3 separate regions of the Zea mays genome follow, and all the other regions are linked to region 2. A link is a contact called in public Hi-C data. All regions are on one chromosome and are shown on one strand. Each heading gives the region's core, a stretch centred on a gene start, on an enhancer-like site or on the middle of the called end of the contact. The rest is flanking DNA. Distances are from core to core; before and after follow the strand shown.

The links. A called contact is a pair of places that touch in the nucleus more often than the background predicts.
Region 1: a contact with region 2 is called in a Hi-C map of endosperm, with 4 times the contacts expected there. The contact joins the promoter of LOC100192805 here to the promoter of LOC103651182 in region 2. A contact is called at or near these places in 6 of 25 Hi-C or Micro-C datasets (bundle sheath, ear, endosperm and 3 more) and 1 of 3 datasets of contacts at active chromatin or transcription factors (leaf).
Region 3: a contact with region 2 is called in a Hi-C map of endosperm, with 3 times the contacts expected there. The contact joins the promoter of LOC100273311 here to the promoter of LOC103651182 in region 2. A contact is called at or near these places in 3 of 25 Hi-C or Micro-C datasets (endosperm and leaf).

What each region holds. Positions count from the first base shown.
Region 1 is chr3:200,020,720-200,023,864 of Zm-B73-REFERENCE-NAM-5.0, reverse strand. It overlaps LOC100192805, which reads right to left and starts at 1,443. Exons shown (of 8, transcript NM_001137998.1): 1 at 1,342-1,443; 2 at 1,171-1,253; 3 at 1,034-1,072; 4 at 911-963; 5 at 740-803; 6 at 605-647; 7 at 465-512. The coding sequence starts at 1,422. It also overlaps the pseudogene LOC100382714.
Region 2 is chr3:200,190,358-200,193,807 of Zm-B73-REFERENCE-NAM-5.0, reverse strand. LOC103651182 (protein NRT1/ PTR FAMILY 1.1) reads right to left here and starts at 1,377. Exons shown (of 6, transcript XM_035966409.1): 1 at 1,276-1,377; 2 at 1,051-1,130; 3 at 527-741; 4 at 73-290. The coding sequence starts at 1,118.
Region 3 is chr3:200,401,012-200,404,408 of Zm-B73-REFERENCE-NAM-5.0, reverse strand. It overlaps LOC100273311, which reads right to left and starts at 1,708. Exons shown (of 12, transcript NM_001147752.1): 1 at 1,422-1,708; 2 at 1,212-1,283; 3 at 1,040-1,101; 4 at 198-281; 5 at 1-5. The coding sequence starts at 1,637.

The DNA.
Region 1 (3,145 bases), core at 194-2,693, 170 kb after region 2:
ACAGGACCCTAGCTCAAATTCCACAGTGTAGCTCTGGAGCAAAGGTTATATATATTTTGTACAACCAAGGGTGATACAAATGTTTGGAATTTTCTCAAGATATAAATACCAGCAGATTTTGCAAAAAAAAAACAAGAATGAAAAATATAGATGCAAAATTCGGAAACACAACTGTAAGTATCAGATATCCATGAAATAAGTAAAGGACCCAGAGTTTATCAAACAGTAATAAAAAACACAATTTCCTTTTCAGATCCATCTCCATAGTCTTAAGAGGGAACTATAGGTAAAGGACCCAAAGTTTATCAAACAGTAACAATGAAAAAAACAATTTCCTTTTCAGATTCGTGGCTCCAAAGTCTTATGTTAATTCAGTTTCTGCATCACGAAGACTACTAATTATAGAGGCAAGTGCATACGAACAAAAGTTTGTTCAGTGTGAAAAGTTGAAAAACAGTACTCACAATACGAAGAAGTGTACGTCGTTCCCTCTCCCTAGCACCTCTGACAGCCTGAAAGCTTCAGTGATCAGCGCAAAACAATACTGTTCTACTAGGTTCATATAGCAATCTAGTTCCAACTTCCAAATATAACAGAATCAAACCTCTTCTAGTGACTTGCGTTCACTTTCCTCCTCATTCGCATCCCTAAATAGAATTAAAAATTAATAAAACTAAAGATATTATGCATTTCGATACAGCTACAAGTTTAGAACTGGAATGCACAGCAGGAATCACACCTTCCGACAAGCTCATTAACACATGTGCAGCACTTAGCACATATGCCGAGGTCCTTGGAGCAATCTGCATTAAGCAGCAGCAAACCCGGATCAGTAACAATCCAACCTATCAATGTTTAACAAGTAACAACCAGGCCTAGTGACACAAGAGATTGAGTGGCCAAAATTCACCTCTGCATACGTTATGGTATGCTTGCCGGACGTTTCGCTTATTACACTTCTGGCTGCCAAACCAAAAAACGCGTCACCTCTCTCGCTGCTCAGTATACGTGCTAAACAGGGAAAGAGATTTACCATTTTGCTGGCTCAACAATGGGCTTGTATTTTCCGTATCTACAAAAACAAACAAACGAATTGGGCCTAGGAGACAATCGAAGCTACACACTAGCTAAATGAGCTTAGACAACCGATGAGGGATGACAATTCCCCACCTGCGTTTCCAGTCGATTTGATCCCGGCAGCGCTGACAGACGCCGGTGATTTCTGACAGAGGTCGGAACCTGCCCCCGGGCTCCTGCGGCGTCGAAGGTTTGCAACGGTGAGATTTGAATGAACATCCAGAACTATGGGGAAGGGGCGAAGGCGATGGGAGGAGAGCTTACGGTTTCGTTGATCTTCTGACCAAGGTTCGGCTTCCACGCGTAGCGGTTCTGGTGTTTCGGCGGTCCCTGCCGCTTCGACATCGCCGAACTCCGATATTCTCACCCTCCGCTTCGCGCCGCCGGGCGTTTCTCTTCTCCCAGTGACGCTCCGAGGGCTTTTGCCCTTAAAACCTTTCACGCTACGACTGGAAAACGTGGCTGCATCGTACTCGTCCGATCCCAGATTGGCATATTATATACTTTATCAGGAATTACGTGAAATGGGCCGTAGACGACAAGTTCAATGCTCCGAGAAATTCTCTCTGCAACCTAAATTCGGGCCCACTAGCGTTGATCTTCTCCGAGGCCCGAGCAGCCCCCAACTGTAGCACGGCGGCACTGCCACACCAACACAGACGCAGCTCAACAACGGCAAGGATCCAGAAAGCGATTTACAATCTTCGGATCTGCGGTAGGCTTCGTTAATTTGTCATTGGCCCATAAATTATAAATTGTAGACACGGACCTATAAAACATAGACATATGATATAACTAGGTGGGTGCCCGTGCGTTGCGACGGAACCATATAATAACTTATGTACATATAGGTGAGTGCTCATGCGTTGCAACGGGGACATATAATATCACGGTAACTTATGTATTATATGTCTATGTTGCAACGCACGGGCACTCACCTAGTATCTAGATATGAATTATACCGCATTGCCTTTTAACGTAGGGTGTTAGTCCTGTGCATTGTATATAATCAGCCCATGGGGCTCAATGCAATACAATATAATTCTATGACAATACCTCCTCTAACAGTTCTGGTTCTTATTGTCACATCTGGTAATCTGTTTATGTGAAATATTTTCATATCAGGTTGCAAAGAAACATCTTGCTGGAAGGATTGATCGTGTAGATTGTAGTTTAGATGAATGCCAAGAAATTACAGAAGCCACAAGGGAAGAGGTTTGAAGCTTACCCATATGCTTTGCTTTTATCAAGATCTGGTGTAATTTAGTGGAGACTGAAAAGGCTATTTCATAGGTTACAATCATCCATGGAGATCTAAGTGCTTTCCTGTCAGCAGCCCGCCATCTGAACCATGAGCCACTGTCACTGTCTCAACAAGGAAGCTGGACCAAGACGAGCAAGTAGCTGATGAAGATACTTTCAAAGTCCGGCGATAGTTTCTGTTGTGCAAAATACCAGTGTGCAAGAGGCCGAGCAAATGTAACGCATCCAAAGGCCCACAGTCCGCTTCGTCTTGGCCCAGAATAGCGTGTAAAGGTTGCGTGTGTCTGTGTTGGGCTGTGGCGCTGAATAAGTACGCGCGCCGTCAAGATCCTGGTACATCGAACAACTGAACAAACAATTATTCTCTAGAAATCACATCTGTTCTTCTCCTACCTCTGCTCTCTCTGATTTCCTTCTTACTCCATTCCCAAGTAGACCGTAGTTGTAACAATTGGTATCAGATTCGTTCGATCCTCGGTTTCAATTTGTCAACGCCATGTCTCTCGATTTCAAGCTCATCCTCGATGAGTTCAACCGGCGGTTCGACGAGCTAGAGATTCGCTGGGACCGGCGCTTCTCGTCCGCCGCGTACATCGACCTCCCGCCCACCTCGCTCAGCATCAACCACTCCTCCGACGCGTCTGCCAGTGCGCCGCCCACCCCGGTCGCGGTCATCGCAGACAATTGGGGCGGGTGCTTTGACGACGGCGAGCAGTACCGCACTAGGCCATCCGTCGTCGTCGACAACTGGGGCGGATTCTTCTATGGCGAGGACGTCGCTCCGTCAGACAACCCCACGAGATTC
Region 2 (3,450 bases), core at 128-2,627:
ACCCTTGTGGTAGGTAGTAGGTATAAGCTGATTGAAAAGAGAGACAGACGGCGGCGCCGCCGGCGCACTTACAATCAGGCACGCCACGGAGCCTAGCGCGACGGCCATGAACCGGCCGAGGTACATGTCGGCGAGGACGGCGCCGGGGATGGGCGTGAAGTTGGAGATCGCGCTCCACACGAACAGCATCGTCTGGGAGCTGACGGTGCTGAGGTGGTACTTGTCGGTCAGGTACGTGATCATGTTGGTGTTGAGCCCGAATCCAGCAACTTTCTCCAGCATCTCATTTGCTAGGCATCCAAAAAACACCGAACGAATGAGTTATTGCCCATTAAAAGTCGAAGGGAAGCGAGGTGGTTGAGAATTCTTTGGGCATTAAGTCCAGTGAGAATTCATAAGATGAACTACTTGAAGATCCCATGCTATACGTACTGGCAAGTACAGACTTGCTTGTAGAGAACGCAATGAACGAAGAACGTTTTACTTGCCATATGACCAGTAAGATGAGATCGAGGGCGGAACTCACAGAAGATGAAGGGGAGGGCTCTGAACCCGCCCTTGTTGCCCTTGAAGCACTCCTCTTGTGGCGATTCAGTCGTCCCGGTAGCAAGAGAGCGCTCCATGTCGGCGGTGCAGCCCGAACCAAACGCAAATGCTGGCCGGCGGGAGGATCGATCGGAGCACCACCACTGCACCTGTACTGAGCACAGCCAGGCCGCGCCCCGCCGGAACCACGCTCCTCTAAATAAATAGATTCACCACCGGTAGACGGTAGGTAGGTCACAACACAAGGCCGACAGCTAGTAGCTCCCGTCTAGGTAAAGACGTACGTGAGGTAATAAGCATCCAGCGCCCAGCGACAAATACATTTTAGGGGGTGTTTGGGAACAAAGTTTTTCTGCAGTTTTGGAAGAATACTGCAGTATTCTCAAATACTGCAGTATTATATACATAATGGTGTTTGACAAGCTGGGTAAAATCTCTGTTTTCAAAACTGAAGTATTGCAAATACTATAGTTGTTTTAAGACATTTCAAACTTAGCTCTGGACCTTAGTAGTAGCGCGCTATCGCGTCCAGGCTTTTCTGTTTCGTCCGGCCCACATGACATCGCCATCATCGCTTCCGTTCGCTTTCGAGTACGGAGAAGATCAACAAAAAAAGGAGGCTGTTAGTCGCAAGCACCCCACATTTGGCATGGTTCGTCATCACTAGTGACCGTCCTTATTAGCTAGCTTGTGCCCACATGTGCATCATGCTACAGCGCAGTACCGCACCTATGTATGGATGGGGGGCGATCGGTGCAGAGAGGGAGAGAGACGAACGAGCCGTCCATGTACTTGCATCAACATCATAGTTGGGTAACAATGCAGCGACTTGAAGCATGGAACAATGGGATTCATAGTCTTTATTTATAAGTAGAATAAATTCAGTTAGCTGCTTGTGTACACTTTTTTGACCCACTTCATCAACACTTTGGCACGCACGACCAAGAAGAGACCTGAACCAACACACTTCATCAAACCAATAAGAAGACAGTTCCCCCACACTTTATACACCATTTTTATTAAAAAGGAAGAAGAAGAAAAAACCAGCCGGCCACCATATGTGGTAAGGCTCTGACTCCACACCTTGCCTTTTCACTCCGACCACGCCTCCGATTCCATCTTGGGAGCCTGCAGAGAAAAAGCCTCGGCAGCAGGTGTCCGGCCCGGGTTTAACTCTCACACGCCGGGGCATACAACACACGCATGCATGCGTTTGCACAGTGACGTGTACCGCACTCGGTTCCGTGCCCTGTTTCTCCTCGTCGATCTTTTGGATCGGCTACGGTTGCGCGCGTTTGCGTCGCAGTGACCGAGCGACGTCAGCAGAAACGGACGGCCGTTTCGTGGGGGCAATTCCCCCACCCACCCCCAGGAAATCGCGCAAAAGGATCACGGGGCTGCTGCCGTCTCACACAATGCAGTGCCTGTGAACTGCTAACAGCAGCAGAGAAGGAAGCAGAATAGAAGTGCTTTGTTTGTTCATCCCACTCACAGCTGCTCCTGTCTGTTTCTTGCAAGTTTTCTATGGCGTTAGCTCAGAAGAGCTCATAGCATGTGACAGACGGCTACGAGTTGCCGTTTTTTTTTTGCAATTTAGCCATTTTTATTTTTATTTTCAGAAATACGCTATTTCCGGTTTCATTTAAAAAATGGATTCTTAGCTCGGCACTGTCACTATTGGCGCCGAGTTACAACGTATCGACGCTAATTATTTTGACGTGCACATGTAATAATCGACACCAACGTGTACCTAACGTGTCAGCACCTCGGCACCATCACCCTTGACGTCGAGTTAGGCGTCATAGATCTCGGCGCCATAGATCTTGGCACCGACGTACGTGTCTATAAATATTTCACTTTGATCGTCAGTTCTTTCTACTCATTTCTCTTCTTCCAAACGACAAACATCAAGCTAAATCAGCAACTTGGATCCATTGTTCCTCTATATCAAGTTAATCTCCCTCCCTTTTTTCCATCTTTTGTTATGTCCGATTAATAGGGTTAGAGTTACGGTTTGGAAATCATTTTTAGAAGCATTTTTGTTCGTCATATTATCGATTTGTAGGATGTCTAGGCGTGGTAAATATGCTAAACAAAGGTAAGTGTTCTATTAAATATAATAACTAATATTTGTGAGTCTTATAAAATTTATTGAAATTTAGGAAGGGATCTTTGATCTGCACGCAACACATCGACGCCAAAATCCAAGGCACCAAGGTAGGGGCCATAAATCTTGGTGCCTGCTTCGGCGCCAAGGGTCACGGCGTCGAGGTGCTGCCACGTCAGGTCCACGCTGGCGTAGATTCTAATATGTGCACGCTAAAATAATTGGCACCGACACGTTGTAGTTCGGCGCCAATTGTGACGGCGCCGAGCTACGGGTCCAATTTTTAAAATGAAACTAGAAATGACGTATCTGTGAAAATAAAATCTAAAAATGGCTAAAATACAAAAAAAAAAAGACAACGACGAGTTGCGTGCTCCCCCTCTACCCCCGAAACAAGTGTCGTTATCGCTTTAACTATTTTAGCTCTAACCAAATACTACTATATAACTAATGTCAGTGGTATATAATTAATATTGTTAGACAAAATTGTTGAATCTATTTTGATAAAAGAAACCATTTGAACATATAAATAACGTCGATATTTCATACAAATTTAATTACATTTAAGAAAGTATGATCAATAATATACGAGCATCGTAGCGACCAGTGAGTGAGTGGAAAGGATAACAATATCAGAAACATTTTACTTCATCTTTACGGGTTGAAAGCTAAAGATTCACCAAGAACAGTTCATTTTATAACACGATGCAACATCTAGTAGTAGACTTTTAGAACTGCATGCACACTAGTCTTGTTTCATTTCATCGTGAGTGGTTTGGCTAGCTGCTCACCAGCTG
Region 3 (3,397 bases), core at 459-2,958, 210 kb before region 2:
CAGGGCTATTCGATTCAAAAAAAAAATCAGCTCCCTAATGAAGTAATAAAACCTGAATAAACCAGAACCAGTAGCTAGGGAACTTATTTTTATGTAATGAAACTTCAACACTAAGAATTCACAGTTGACAACATCACCATTAGGAACAGTTGACCCACAAATGAGGAAAATGGGTAAACCAGTCAAACAGAGAATACCTGTCAGCGCCAAAGATAAGCTTAGCGCTCAGCTTATTGAATTCAGCCAGACCGGTGATTGGTAGGTACTCCTTGACACGTGACCTAGAAATAAGAAGAAAAATGTGTCTAAAATACAGCTTCAAGTATCATAAACTTCCACACCAACAGTTTTTTCGCATCAGTGGCTTGTACACACACGAGACATACTTCATACGTCCCTTTTTATCTTCTCTCGCTTTCCCAGAAGTCAGTCGTAATCAATGTATAATATGACCAATTATATACATACATATATATATATATATATATAATAATTATGATATATAATTAGTATCAACCTTCGAATCTAGTTTTATAATAAACTCATTTGAAAATATTTTCTATCAATTCAAACTTAAGAAAATTTGGACAGAGGGAGTATGGCAGTGCTTGCAAACGACAAACCATTCCCCCCACAGACAAAACGAAGGTCAATTTTTCAGGTACCACAAAAAAGAAAGGAGGGAAAGCAATTGAAGGTCGACTACAGAAGAGAATCTTAGACGGCAGTGGGACAGAGCAGATACAGTCGCAAAAAAAAGACTAGTCCTAAACGTAGAAGAAAATTTATTTAAAAACTAGTATTGAACAGAAAGGTCACCTACAATTACAGAGGACAAGTCAATAATTATTATGGATGCGAATGAAAGTATTAGTCAAATTAAGAGGCGTGTTATCCAGATTTTAGATCCAGCAACTATCTAAATCCCCTTCCGTTTCCACTTGGGCTGAGGGCAGGAGCTTTAAGCCTGAAAGTTCAATAACCACAGAGGCACGATCACGAAATCAAGCGGGTCATATGGATTTCACATGACACTTACGGATTATTGATCAACATTTGCTCGGCGCGCCTGACCACGTTCAGCACTAGGGGCTTCCCTTCCTGCAGAGATCAGAATAGGAACAGGAGCGTCAAATCCATCTCCAATCCAACTAATAAAAAAACAGAAGGGGAATTAGAAGGTTCATAGCAAATCCCCAAACTCATCTTACCTCGGTCCGGTAGGCGCCGACCCCGAGGTTGACCTTCACGGGGCTGGGATCCTTGTTGTAGGCAACGGTCACCTGCCCAGAAACCAAACGAACACTGATCAGCCAGAGCAAACCCACGAGGCCGCGATCGCATCGAAACCGCGCGACCGATAGCGACAACCAGATCACCGTGGGAAAGGAAGCTAAAAAGGACTGGGGAGACGGACTTACTCCGAGGATGGGGTCCTCCGGGGCCTGCTCGAGTGCGGCGAAGACGGAGGATCCCTGCGACGCCATGGTGGGGAACGATTCGAGGGTGGAGGTGGCGGAGGTGTCTGCTGCTGCTCTTCGTGGGGAGGAAGGCAGCAGGTGCCCCACTAGCGTACTTAACCTGCGGTCGGCGCTGGGGGCCTGCGCCTGCGCCGCGCGCACGTTAGCAGGGGCCATCCGGTGCGCAGCGCGTGAGCGTGCCTGGTGCGGGCGGGGGAAACGAGAGCGGGGGCCGGGGGACGTGAACGGCGTGCGCAAGCCGGGTGCGGCCGCCGGGTCGCGTATAAAACAGCGGGCGCGGTCGCCGGACCGGGGAAGCGACGTGGACGGCTGTTTTTGGGGTCGTGGCCTCGTGGCGTGGGCTCGTGGCTGCGACGTGGCGGCGTGTGCGTGCCTACTGCCTACGAGCGCGTGTGTCCCTTGTTCGGTGCCGTCTGCCGGTGGCCGTGGAGATGTGGACTGGCGTGGCAGAAGGACACTTCTGTACGTATTCTCGTGTGCGCTAAGCGCTTGGTCAATCTCATATCAATATTTTTTTATATAAATATATTCTGAGTTTAAATTTGCTTATCATAAGCAGTACTGTCTTAATTCTCAAATTTTATGGCATTTTAGCTTTTTCTCTTAAAAACAAACTATGTCTATAAATAGTTAAATTAAAAATTATTTGTTTATCACAAAACTAGATTTCTATTTTCAGGAAGAAAAAACACTATCACCATTTTTATAAGCTACGGATGCATTTATCTGATCCGCACCACCGCACCAGCCGGGCAAAGCGTGACGTGTTGGCAAAGGTGACCTCCATGATATGCAGTTTGTTGTTGTGGTGTGTGCCGCGTGCCGGCACAAATTTTTTGGTGAACACTGATCCAATCCAACCGTGCGCAAGTGGTACACATGATTGGGAGATCGACAACGACGACGTGCCTACGACGATGCGGCGGCCGTATCTGTACAGGAAACGGGTACGGTGGCTGTACATCGTCAGTTAGAGTCGTCACACGATCGATTCAACGTGTTCCAGGTATATGTTTAACTGCACAGAATTTGCAACTATATTTGTTCCAGGTATATGTACCACAGTTCGCATCCTCCGGCAGATCAAATGATCAACAATCCTCACATCTCATCAGCGCTTTCTTGATGCTGCCCGCTTGCCCAGCGTGCAGGTCACCAGGCCCGTTACGACCTCCACCGCATTCGTCGGGAGCGCATCACCGGCCCGTCGCCGACGAGCTAGCCAGCACCTAGAACGCCAGGGTGGCCAGCGACCCGGCGAACTGCACCGCCGTCCTGTCCTCCTTATCCTTCCTCGACGCGATCACCGCCGCGCCGGCTCGGCCTCCAGCCCGTCCGGCAGCACGGCCACGGCGCTGGAGTCGTGCCCATCGATCACAAGCCGCAGGACCGCGGCGTCGATAGGCGCGTACGCCACGGTCGACTCGCAGAGTCGCAGGGGCTGGTGCTGCTGTTCTGAAGGATCAGGTTGGTGCCAACGCGGGAGATACGGTGGACGAGAGGCGCCTGTGTCGCTAGTGGCCTAATTAAAACTAGGTGTATACCCGTGCGTTGCTACAGAGTCAACATATAATGATAAAATATATTGAGATATATAAACATTAATTATCGTTATACCTTCTTGTTAGTATCTTTTAAAGGTTAAGAAGATTTGCATACATTAAAAGATATATAGGTATGTGCAAGTGCAAGTTGTTCGATGCAGTAAACCAGCCAACCAGGCTACTCCCTCCATATCAAGAACCAATGTTAAAAGAGCAAGCACCCCATTATCCCCTATTGCCTTCTATGTGCAAGTGCAAGCTACATAGCATTGGCATTGGAATAATCCTGGATTCTTGGACCATTTATTGTGGAGAAACATTGTGCCCATATGGTAAGCATATTTCAGTGGAAATGGGGTTTGGAACTAAACA